Regions from separate parts of the Mus musculus genome. Here all the other regions are linked to region 1. The links are chromatin contacts, called in public Hi-C and HiChIP or PLAC-seq maps. All regions are on one chromosome and are shown on one strand. The core of a region is the stretch at or near the end of the contact, and the rest is flanking DNA. Distances in the headings are between cores, read along the strand shown.

Region 1 (2,731 bases), core at 149-2,648:
ATGATGTGTTAAATAAAGAGTCACTCATTTCCTGGGAGCTTTTTCAACTGGAGGCCTCTGAGACTAGGCTCCCAATTGTCTGAGCTATTTACAGTCACCGTGGACAATCTGTTCTGATAGGTGTCCCCTGCCCTCACTGGCAAAAGATGACGCTGAGTTTGTTGAAAGTTGTTGTCTTTGTAACTTTGCTACTTGTATCGGCGCTTGTTGATACTACATTTTAAGTCTTTACTGTGTCTGAATGGCTTAAGTTTAGGGCCTAAGGGTTCCTGATAGGCTGTGATCAACGCTATCATTAATGAGCTTGCATCTGTTCACCAAAGCTGCTTTTTCAAAGTTATATAACGTTTGTTCTCCGTCCAACTTTTCCCAACTCCTAGAAAAATTATGTATTTTTTTTTTTAAATCTGCCAGCCTCCATGCTTAGCAAACGTGTCGAGGCACCACTACATTACACACAGGCACCAAGGTTACCATCTAACGAAATAAACAAGTGCAAAACAACTTTTTAAAAAAGCACCGAGGGGGTAATGTTGGACTGTGCTGCCTGCAGCCTGGGTAAACTCCCCTCCCCGCCCCCCAGCAACAAAGTTGGAGCTGGGAGAGGATAGAATCCTTCGGCGCAGACACTGCTCCGCTTATCCTAAGAAATGGCATCAGAAGGTAAAGTAGGGCGCTTATACGACAACGTTAGGAAGCCGCTCGCTCCCATCTTCCAACAGCCAGCATATAGGGCAAAAACCCAAGTGTTGTAGACTTAATGGAGAGTGAAGCTAATTAGGGATAATGAAAGCTCTGTAGTAAGAGTCGCCGCGTATAAGGAGGATCTGAGCACCGAAGGCGCGGAGCAGGCTCGATGGCCTCCTGGGTCCTTTTCCCCACGGGACATGGCCAGCGCCGCTGTTAGCCGAAGTCAGTGGCGGGCTCCGGGATTCCCAGGACTCTGTTCCTCCCCCGGGGCGCGGCCTACGAGGGCCGGACGTAGCCCTCCCGGGCTCCCGCACTCACCCCTGCGATCTCTTCGGCAGAACATTCCAGCAAACTGCGGTCGATGGCCTGCACCTCGGGCTCCATCTCCGACGCCATCTTCTCTCCTCCTCCTCTCCCCGGGTGCTCTCGCCGCTGTCGCCTCTCCCCGGGCCTCAGCTTCGCCTCTGCTCCCGCAGCCGCGACGGTCACCCCTGTCCTGGGGCCGTCAGTCCCGGGCCGTCCGGGCTGCCGCCGAGCCGAGATGCGCGAGGAGCAAAGCGGGACGCGAACCTGCAGCGGGGACGGCAGCCGCTTGCGCGCGCGCCCGGGCTCGGCGCCCAGAAGTCAAGTCGCCTCCTCGCCCGTGACCGGGGGAAGGACACCGAGAACCCCAGGCCTGGCACTCCGGACAGCCACTACCGCGTTCAACGCCAAGAGAGGGGCAAAAACACCCAAGCGAGGGAGCAGGGCATTCTGGGTACTGTAGTCGTCCCCTGAGCGGCCAGGGAGAGAAGCGAAGCCTCTAATAAGGAGCGGCACACGAGTATCATGGGAGTTGTAGTCCATCCCCTGGCGGAAGCCTGGAAAAAGACAATTTAGAATCCGTGAGAGGGGCTTGACACCAGAAGAACGAAATAACGTTTGAGATCTCGTCTTAGTCTCTTAGTCCTATTTATTCTTGTCATTTTTTTTTTATCTCCCCAGCACCAAGAATAATCATTCCTGGCGCGATAGACACACAGCTGTCTGTCAAAAGTCTGGTATCTGATAAACCCTCAATTGTCAAAAGAATGAATGAATCGCGCGTTCTATCCCGGAGGTTCTAATGCCTTGTCATCCTGGCACTAGTCACCGAGGTGTATTTAGTACCGAGATTTTGAAAAGTTTTAAGGTACAATTGCAAGACATTTAATTTATGACCATTGATTGATATATATCCTTTTCTTTCCTTAAGTCTTGTTGCATCAGAAAAGGCGTCCAACGAATCAACTTAAAGACCAACTCTCAGAGTCAGACAACCCTGGAAGCACGCGCTTACTTCCGCGTCCAGCCTGCCTACTCCTGCGGCTGCGCGGAGGGAGAGCCAGGGCTAGAGCTGCGACTGCCATTGTTTTTTGCAGTTTCTCAAAAGGTCAAGGAAAAAAAAAAAAAAAAAAAAAAAAAAAAGACTTTAAGGTTCAATGGCAGGCCACAAAGCAACAGAAGAAATACTGGATATTTTTTTTTTTTTAGCTGCATTGCTTTAAGACTATACTGACAGAAGCAGATCTAAAAGCAGACCGATTGGAGGCTTATATACACTGACTGTAATTTGTGACATGTATTTGAATATCTTTTAAATTATCTTCGTGGAGAAGATTAGGCTCTCACAGATGACCAGACAAACCCTAATTGCCCTGTAGGAAGAGGCTGGTATCTTGTACTGGAGTTGTTAGGGTTAGACCTTGGAACCTGCGGCTCTAACAAGCTAGGCTCAAGCATATATCCTCAATATAACAATTAAAGAGATAAGCAATAATGAAGAGACAGAGAAAGGAGACTTATTCGATATAGCCACATTGGGGAGAGGGACAAAAAGGTCCAGTGACCATCTGCCCACCCTCAAGTTCACTACCTTTCAGAGTCCTGACATGAGGTTTAGTTTTAAAGAAAGGGCAGCCCTGGTCAAGGTGTGGTCCTAGTCCATCGCTGGTCCATCATTATCTTGACTCCAGTCTCTCTTGCAAGTTGTAGAAACTGTAAGACACCTCTTTCTGGGAGG
Region 2 (2,731 bases), core at 122-2,621, 240 kb before region 1:
ACACAGACATAGATGCACATAATAAAATTAAAGGGGGGCCCGGGCAGTAGTGGCACCCGCCTTTAATTCCAGCACTTGGGAGGCAGAGGCAGGTGGATTTCTGAGTTCGAGGCCAGCCTGGTCTACAGAGTGAGTTCCAGGACAGCCAGGGCTACACAGAGAAACCCTGTCTTGAAAAACAAAACAGAAAAGGAAAGGAAAGGAAAGGAAAGGAAAGGAAAGGAAAGGAAAGGAAAGGAAAGGAAAGGAAGCCCTAAGAGGTTCAGCATTACATGAGGAAAAGTGTGCCAGAGGGGCTGCAGACAGAGCTCTCAGTTAGTAGAGTGCTTGGCTAATACATATAAACTCCTGTGCTCCATTCCCGGCACCATACAATACAATTCAATTCCCAGCACATACTGGACATGGACCCCTGTAATCCCAGCACTGCGGAGGTGGAGGGCCAGGAGTTCAAAGCCGCGGTTGGGAATGGTCAGCAGTTAGTGCCTGCCGTGCAGGTGTGAGGGTCAGAATTTGAATGCCCACAAACCCAGATAAATGCCAGCTGGATGCGGCGGTCTGCCTACTTCTGCCCTTCGAAGGCAAGGATCCGAAGTCAGACGCGTGCATACGCGCGCGCACGCACACACACACAGACTATATTGTGAGTTCAAGTTCAAGGTCAGCTTTGGCTACAGGAGACCTTGAAAACATGAGAACGGGGATAAAAATTCAATAGCCCTACCTGCTGAGCCATCTTACCCACTTTTTGGGTTTCATGGGGTTGTTTCCGGTGAAGGGTAAACATGCTGTGTGCTTTTAACATTATGCAAAGTATGCTTTACTTACTGATTTCTTGATCTGTGCCAGATCAAGCTGTTTATTATATACTTACATGTTTCAGTGTGTAACTCGGCTGGCTCTATGGCCCGAGCATATGGTGTTACAAGCATGAGCCACTGCATCCTGTCAGGATAGCTTTGATACAGAAATCTGAACAGCATTGGGAGGTGTAGCGCAGCAGACATTGGGAGATGACGAATCCTTGGCTCAAACCAAAATTGACTACAAATCCCAAACAACACATAACCCAAACCCAAACAACAACAACAAAAACCAGGGATTTGATCCTTAGTACCACAATTAACAAATGTGACGAGCGCTTGCTTGCTTGCTTGGAAAAGCATACAGAATCACGCTCTGGACTGTAGCGCGAGACTCAAACTACCAAGACGACCCTCCCGGCCCTGAGCGCGCAGCCTGCGTCCGCATCTACACGTGCCAAAGGGAAGTGCTTTTGTACAGCCACGCCTCCTCACACTTGTCTCACTGGGTGCAAAAACTTCACTTTTTGGCTCGTTCCCCCACCCCACCCCGCCCGCTCCTCACCCACCGCAGCACATCTCATGTTGTGGAATGAGAGCTGGAGGTTAACCCAGGCTGCAGCTTCTGCACAAATAGCCCGGGTCTTGGAAGGTCTACCCTGGGCTAAGTTACTAAGCTCCCCTCTACTTTTCACGAAGTGGTTGCTCCCACTCCACCCGGAAGTGCTTACAGCCGGATCCGGGGGATGAGCTGGTGGCAGGACATGGACCAGCGTGGCGGTGTCTCCAGTCCGAGCGGTGCACTGGCGTCTGCCGAGCCAGCTCCTGCCTCGGTGACCCTGGCGGAGCTCCTGCACCTGGTACAGAAGGGCCAGGAGGTCCCGGGCCTGGAGAAACGCCACATCACTGCGACCCACGGTGAACCCACCGCGTCTCTGCTCCCTCGGAGGCCCAAGCCCTGGGAAGATGCGGGCTCGGCCGCCTCACCCTGCACCATCGCCCTAGACACGAGGACGCAGCCTCCGACCATCGAGGAGCGATCCCGGGGCAGTCCAGCCGCCCAACTCGACGGAGGCCCAAGGGTTTCCTGATGCTCGAGGTGTTTCCCGAGGGCATGACTGGGTCCTACACAAACTTGAGTCTGGACACTTGCCACCTGTGGGACTCAATGTTGCCTAGTAATTTTGTTTTTGGATGCCAAATTTCAACTTCATACTGTGTCCTAGTCCATTTGTGTAACGGAAATAAGTTTCCCTTGTCACTGTAGGACAGCACAACCTCCTGGACCCGCTTGTTCTGATGATACCGATAAACCGATATCCAAAAGGCATTTCTAACTTGGCAGTCGTTTGGGTTTGATGAAAAGGTTCCTTCCCAGAGTGATACATAGAAACCCTGGTTCTTGGAGTTGGGGGACTGGAGAGAGGGCTCGGTGCTCTTCCAGAGGATCAAGGTTCAATTTCCAGCAAACATGGTGACTCACATTTTAATGGGATCTGACGCCCTCTTCTGTTGTCAGTGTGCTTGGCCACATAACTAAATCTTAAAAAACCCTGACTCTTGGGAGCAACTAAGGTAGTGCGAGCAGAGGCAGTTTGGTAGTTGGTACCCCCATAGGAGTTGGCTTTCTCCTCCCACCATGCACCAGACCCCCCCCCCCCCCCCCCCCCCCCCGGTTAAGCTCTGGCTTGGCAGCAGGTGCCTTACCCAGATTCATCTCCAAGGCTGAAACTAGTAGTTGGGAATTAAGCCCTGGGTTTCTGAGGGAGCATTCTTTCCTCCCCGCAGGACTTGTGAAACGGTGCCAGATGCCCAGGGGACTGGGCGAACGGCTCTTTTTAAAGATTTATTTATTTTATGTAAGTACACTGTAGCTGTCTTCAGATACACCAGAAGAGGGCGTCAGATCTCATTACAGATGGTTGTGA
Region 3 (2,731 bases), core at 77-2,576, 200 kb after region 1:
AGGGCCTTGTACCTGGGTGGGGTGGTTCCAACTAAGTGTTTCACTCTGCCCTGTTTAAAGAAACTGTTTAAAGAAACTGCTCAAAACAGAGAAGGCTGTGGGGAGCAGGAAGTGGGGAAGACAAACCCCATCTTCAGGATGCTTCTAGGCCAAAAGAGGGGCAAGACCCCTGCTGCAGGGACCCACTTCTGTCTTGGGGAGCGCCCCATTGGAGTGGAAGACAAAGTTCTCCTGAGAGAGACTCAGTCTGATGGCTAAGGCCTAGGGAGAGACACCTGATGCTCTCGAAGTCTGATGGATCCATATTCACAGGGACTCCCAGGCTGACGGGGGAAACAGACCTTGTTCCTGCAACTGGATGGAAGAGTGTGGAGCCTTCCTTCTTTTCAACGCCACCCGATGATGGATGATCCAAGACAGGGCCCTCAAGGGAGCAGGCAGGAAGAGCAAGGTGTGCTGAAGCACGCCACCTTGGATCCCAGCACCTTGGGGGCAGTGGCAGGCAGATCTCTATGAGTTCAAGGCTAGCATGTCTGCAGAGTGAGTTCCAGTTCACCATATAGCTGAGACCCTGTCTTGAAAAAGACTAAATACAGAAGAAAAGGAAAGGAAAGGAAAGGAAAGGAAAGGAAAGGAAAGGAAAGGAAAGGAAAGGAAAGGAAAGGAAAGGAAAGGAAAGGAAAGTTAAAGCAGCCATTGAGGGGTGCAGGCTCTGAGCACCTCGATGACTTGGCTTCTGTAGGCCGCACTCCATCATGACGTGTGTGAAATCTGTGCTCTCTTTAATGGTATGACTTCAGAATCATAAAAATACTTAAACAGTGTTTGTTGTGTGCATGCATGTGCACGTGTGCGTGCATGCGTGTGTGCATGCATGCATGTGCGTGTGTGCGTGTGTGTGTGTGTGTGTGTGTGTGTGTGTGTGTGTGTGTGTGTGCGTGTGTGTAGGTGAGAAAACAACACACAGGAGTCAGGAACCAATTGTAGAGGTCGGGCCATCAGACATGGCGGCGAGCTGAGCCACCTTACCGGCCCTGCTGTTGGTCATGTTTCGCATCTATAACTGAGGGCCGAGGCCGATTCTTTGGCTGGACTCTTCATGCTGAGAGCTATGAGAAGATGGTTTGCAGTTGGGTAAGAGTCAGGGGCTTCAGAAATGTGGCTGCGGTTCCCTGGCCTTTTTCTGTATCAGAGGCAGACAGATCCTTTAGGGCTCTCACTGTCGAGGTCAGAATGTACGAATCTTGTAGGAAGGACCTTAGACACCACCCAGCCTGATGTTCCCATTTCACTCTGGGGATTCAGAGAAGGGGAAGGTTTTTCTCAGTAACGCTGAGAGGCCGTGCTGAGCTCAAGGCCTGGCTCCCAAACCTGGTTCCCCTTATTGCTCAGCACAGGCTGAGCCTGGTGATATCAGTGGTCGGGGAGGCTGTGTGGCAGGCTATGCCGAGTCACTCCCCTGCACGATCTATGCCTGGAATAAAGGCTAAACACTGCTGTAACTTCAGGACCCACCGACTCTGGCTCCCACCTCCTCCCCATCATCCCCTGCATCATAATCAGAAATTGCCCTCACTCAGACTACACTAGAGCTTGACATTCCTGCCTCAGGACCTTTGCCCTTGCTTTTCTTTTTGCCTGGAGTATTCCCTCACCCTACCCCACCTCAGATGTCCCATGTGTCCTTTGGGGGGGTGGTTCTAGACAGGGTTTCTCTGTGTAGCCCTGGCTGTCCTGGAACTCACTCTGTAGACCAGGCTGGCCTCGAACTCAGAAATCTGCCTGCCTCTGCCTCCCGAGTGTTGGGATTTAAGGCGTGCGCCACCACGCCCGGCACCCACACGTCCCTTTGAGACTCCTTCCTTGACCCTCCAGGACTAAGTCCGTTTCTTCTGAATCATTCTCTGCCCCTCCACCCCGTGCTGTCTTCTCCAGCGTGTGTATAACCACACAGCTTGCTGTATATTTATTTATCCAGTATGTCTCCTTGTAAATCAGAAACACCGAAGTGTGTTCTCACGGCTACATGTCCCGCATCCAGATCATTCGTGACACACAATAGATGCTCTGTTCTTAATTGTTCAAAGGAAAAGGAGAAGAAGAGAGGGAGGTAGGGAGAAAGAGAAGGAAGGGAGGAAGGGAGGAAGGAAAGAAGTAAGAATAATCACACATTGAACTGCAAGGAGCCCAGGCATTGGTAGACCACTTTCCTAGCATGCTCCGAAGCCCCGGGTTTGATCCTTAGCATTACAGAAGCTAGGTGTAGCTCAGTCTGTAATTCCAGAGCTCTGGCTCTTATCTTTCTGGTGGGGTGGAGTGGGAACGTTCCCTGTCTGATCTTAGCTCTGTCCACTTGTATGGGCTTCACCTGTAAGTGAAAAACTAGGGCTGAATCACTCAGAAGAGTCAGTGTTGGGGCTGGAGAGATGACTCAGCTGTTAAGGGCACTGACTGTTCTTCCAAAGGATGTAGGTTCAATCCTTAGTACCCACATGACCAGTTACAACTGTCTGTCCCTCAATTCCAGGAGATCTGAACCCTTTGTGCCCTTCTGGGGCACACACATAAATGCATACCAAATCAAATAAACAAAATTTTAAGAAAGAAAGAAAGAAAGAAAGAAAGAAAGAAAGAAAGGAAGGAAGGAAGGAAGGAAGGAAGGAAGGAAGGAAGGAAGGAAGGATGAGGCAGTGTTTGCAAGTGCTGAGGCTCTACAAAGACCTACAGCTTG
Region 4 (2,731 bases), core at 115-2,614, 140 kb before region 1:
CAGAGGTAAGTGCACGCAGAGAGAGGCAGATTTCCACTGAGTGAGGAAGAGGGGGGAAGAGATTGCCCAGTGATAGTCTAGGCTCTGAGGCCCGCCTGCTTTACATTCGTGCATCCGACCTGCACTTCGTAGCATTTATTTTTATCTCATGAGCATTTGGCTTGCATATATATAGGGATGTGTACTGCGTAGAAGCCTAGCACTGGAGGAGGCTAGAAGAGTGTCAGATCCCCTGGAACTGGAGTTACAGCGCACTGTGAGCCACCATGTGGGTGCTGGGAACTGACCCAGTCCTCCACAAGAGAAGCCAGTGCTCTTAACTGCTGAGCCGTCTCTCATGCCTTGCATTACTTTTTAAAGTTATTTTTTTACTCTTCAATGAAGATAGGGTCTCACTATATAGCCCAGGCTGGTCTTGAACATGTGGCAAGTCCTCCTGCCTCCACTTCCCAAGTGCTGCAATTACAGGCTCAAACTACCACACACAGCAAATTCCAGTTTTGATAATGGAAGCTTGCCCGACAGCCTCTCTCCAGTGCAGGTCAAAGGAATAGGCTCCTGCTGTGGTAAGCCAGTCTCTGCCGGACAGGAGACCAGCTTTATTTGTAGGACTGTGCAGAAACCCCGTGGATTGGGTAAAAAGCTCTTCTGGACCATGCTACTCCTTTTGCACCTTAAATCCTCGCTCTGAGCCAGCCTTTGGTTGGTATCAGCACTGGCTACAGACATTGGGTAAGTATATGCCTATTTTACAAGTTCAGACTGGCCAGGCATGGGGGCACAAGCCTTTGATCCCAGTGCTGGAAGTTCGAGGCCAGCCTGGTCCACAAAGTGAGTTCCAGTACACCTAGGACTATTACAGGGAGAACTCCTCTCTCGTAAAACCAAACAAACAAACAAAATACAAAACAGATTCACACTTTGGTCTTGGAGCACAGATCATTCTCAGGTGATCTCCATTTCATTTCCATTGACCTCTGTTTGGCCCCATTGTTTTTTCCAGGGAACCATGGCAACAGCCTTTCTCAGGCACTGCCGACCCCCCCACTCCCCCCACCCCCAGCTCCAACTCTTTCTCTTCACCTTCCCATCCCGAACCCACCCAAATGCCAGGAACTCTGATGTTCCAGAAACTCCTGGATGCCCACAGGATTCTAGGAAGCAGAGCCTGGCCAGTTCTGTCCCTGTCCCCGTCTCTCGTGACATTCACTTCCTCTGGCGGCTCCCCTGCCTGCCCTTTCCCCTTGCTTCTCTCTTCTTTGTACTTCCAAACAACTTCCTTTTCCTTGATAACACACACCACCTCGAGTGACTCATAATTAGTCATGTCTATCCCTGGACTCCCAGCCTCCAGGAGACGAGGACCAGGCTTTGTCTATTTTTATCCCTTCCCATCTCCCCCGGGGCCAGCTGTGGCATCCTGCGTCAGTACGCTAAGCCACCATTTCTTGACGCTAGGTTCTGTCAAGGCACCTGGCTGGTGCTGGAGGTAGCGGATGCTCTACAAAGGCTGGTGACTGGTCCTCATTAACAGGGCGTCACTCACAAAGTGTTCTCTAGACTTAGGATGTTCAGACAAAGATGTCCTCCCCTGCATGGGTGTGTGCAACTGAGGAAGCACTTAGGCTCATGGGTGGCAGTCTGAGAGAAGCAATGAATGAATCTCTCAACATTACTGTTTTTACCCCTCCCCCAAAAAACGGCGGCAAGGGGAGCACAATGGTTAGGGGGAGAGATGATTGCTCACCAGGCCTACACCAGGCTTGAGTTTGATCCCTGGGACCTACAAGGTGGGAGACAACCTGAGACTTCCACAGTAGTCCTCAGACTTCCACATGCTTGCTCCGATGGTTAAACCCCCACACATACAGCAAATAGATACATAAATGACTGTTTTTAATTGAGTCACGTCTTAGTCTTATATTATCCCAACTAGCATGCTTCTCCTTGTTCCCTCCTCGTATAACTGCTTTAAACACAAATAAAATAAAAACAAACAACAAAAATAGGGGGTCTCACTCTGTAAGCTCAGGCTGGTCTCCAACTCTTTTTTTTTGTTTTTGTTTTCTTTTGTTTTTTGAGACAGGGCTTCTCTGTGTAGCCATGGCTGTCCTGGAACTCACTCTGTAGACCAGGCTAACCTAGAACTCTAAAATCTGCCTGCCTCCGCCTCCCAAGTGCTGGGACTAAAGGCATGCGCCACCACTGCCCAGCTGTAATCCTCCTGCCTCAGCCTCCAAAATACTGGGATTTCAAGTGTGAGCCACCACCTGGCCTAATTGTGGGAAAAGAGAACTCTGAGCGTTCCTCCTCAGGGTCCATGTACCTCGGGTGGGTTTTATTTTGTAACTATACAGGTGTGTGTGAACTTGCTTGAGTGTGTGTGTTTGTATGCATGGATGCCCCAATTGTGTAAGTACTCACAGGTGTGTAGAGGCTAGAGGACACTCTCATGTGTTCTTTCTCATTGGCTCTCTACCTTGCTCTTTAAGATGGGACTTCCCAGAGGCAGGGACTCTGCAGTAGGCTAGGCCAGTCGGCCAGCAAGGTCTAGTCGTGCCTTCCCAGTGCTGGGATTATAAATGTGGATTATAAATATTGGTTCTAAAAAGCAAGCTCACGTCTTCATGCTTGCAATAGCAAACACTCTACTGACTTAGCTCTCCTACTCCAACAGACACTTACAAATAAATAAATGTGATAAAAATTTTAAAACATGAGGGCTGGAGAG

The links. A called contact is a pair of places that touch in the nucleus more often than the background predicts. HiChIP or PLAC-seq counts read pairs in DNA pulled down with a chosen protein or histone mark.
Region 2: a contact with region 1 is called in a Hi-C map of CD8 T cells, with 2.9 times the contacts expected there. The contact joins the promoter of 2310039H08Rik here to the promoter of Ubr2 in region 1. A contact is called at or near these places in 4 of 39 promoter capture datasets (the SN4741 cell line, hippocampal neurons, liver and 1 more), 1 of 15 datasets of contacts at CTCF or cohesin (the NIH/3T3 cell line), 11 of 484 Hi-C or Micro-C datasets (CD4 T cells, CD8 T cells, embryonic fibroblasts and 8 more), 9 of 115 datasets of contacts at active chromatin or transcription factors (the 230-238 cell line, the SCID.adh cell line, effector CD8 T cells and 4 more) and 3 of 9 other capture datasets (adipose tissue, liver and pancreatic islet).
Region 3: a contact with region 1 is called in an H3K4me3 HiChIP or PLAC-seq map of bone marrow-derived macrophages, with 2.4 times the contacts expected there. The contact joins the enhancer-like site here to the promoter of Ubr2 in region 1. A contact is called at or near these places in 2 of 39 promoter capture datasets (both in the 3T3-L1 cell line), 3 of 115 datasets of contacts at active chromatin or transcription factors (bone marrow-derived macrophages, embryonic stem cells and extraembryonic endoderm stem cells) and 1 of 9 other capture datasets (macrophages).
Region 4: a contact with region 1 is called in a FOXA1 HiChIP or PLAC-seq map of pancreatic cancer cells. The contact joins the enhancer-like site here to the promoter of Ubr2 in region 1. A contact is called at or near these places in 1 of 39 promoter capture datasets (hematopoietic stem and progenitor cells), 3 of 484 Hi-C or Micro-C datasets (CD4 T cells, group 2 innate lymphoid cells and nephron progenitors), 4 of 115 datasets of contacts at active chromatin or transcription factors (the HPC-7 cell line, the SCID.adh cell line, embryonic stem cells and 1 more) and 2 of 9 other capture datasets (adipose tissue and liver).

Annotation. Positions count from the first base shown.
Region 1 is chr17:47,009,134-47,011,864 of GRCm38.p6, forward strand. It overlaps Ubr2 (ubiquitin protein ligase E3 component n-recognin 2), which reads right to left and starts at 1,399. Exons shown (of 47, transcript NM_146078.3): 1 at 1,009-1,399. The coding sequence starts at 1,086.
Region 2 is chr17:46,771,264-46,773,994 of GRCm38.p6, forward strand. It overlaps 2310039H08Rik (RIKEN cDNA 2310039H08 gene), which reads left to right and starts at 1,372. Exons shown (of 1, transcript NM_025966.3): 1 at 1,372-2,144. The coding sequence starts at 1,550. The coding sequence ends at 1,894. It overlaps Rpl7l1 (ribosomal protein L7-like 1), which reads right to left. Exons shown (of 7, transcript NM_025433.3): 7 at 2,644-2,731.
Region 3 is chr17:47,212,940-47,215,670 of GRCm38.p6, forward strand. It overlaps a transcript of Trerf1 not described here. Among named protein-coding and RNA genes, the nearest start is that of Trerf1, 16 kb to the right of the region's middle. Within about 2 kb of position 1,327, at least 45 of the 459 cell types and tissues checked have an H3K27ac peak or open chromatin away from gene starts, as enhancers often do. A contact at or near this core is called in bone marrow-derived macrophages and macrophages, where this site is marked.
Region 4 is chr17:46,873,002-46,875,732 of GRCm38.p6, forward strand. It overlaps a transcript of Bicral not described here. Among named protein-coding and RNA genes, the nearest start is that of Tbcc, 16 kb to the right of the region's middle. Within about 2 kb of position 1,365, at least 116 of the 459 cell types and tissues checked have an H3K27ac peak or open chromatin away from gene starts, as enhancers often do. A contact at or near this core is called in the HPC-7 cell line, adipose tissue, liver and 1 more, where this site is marked.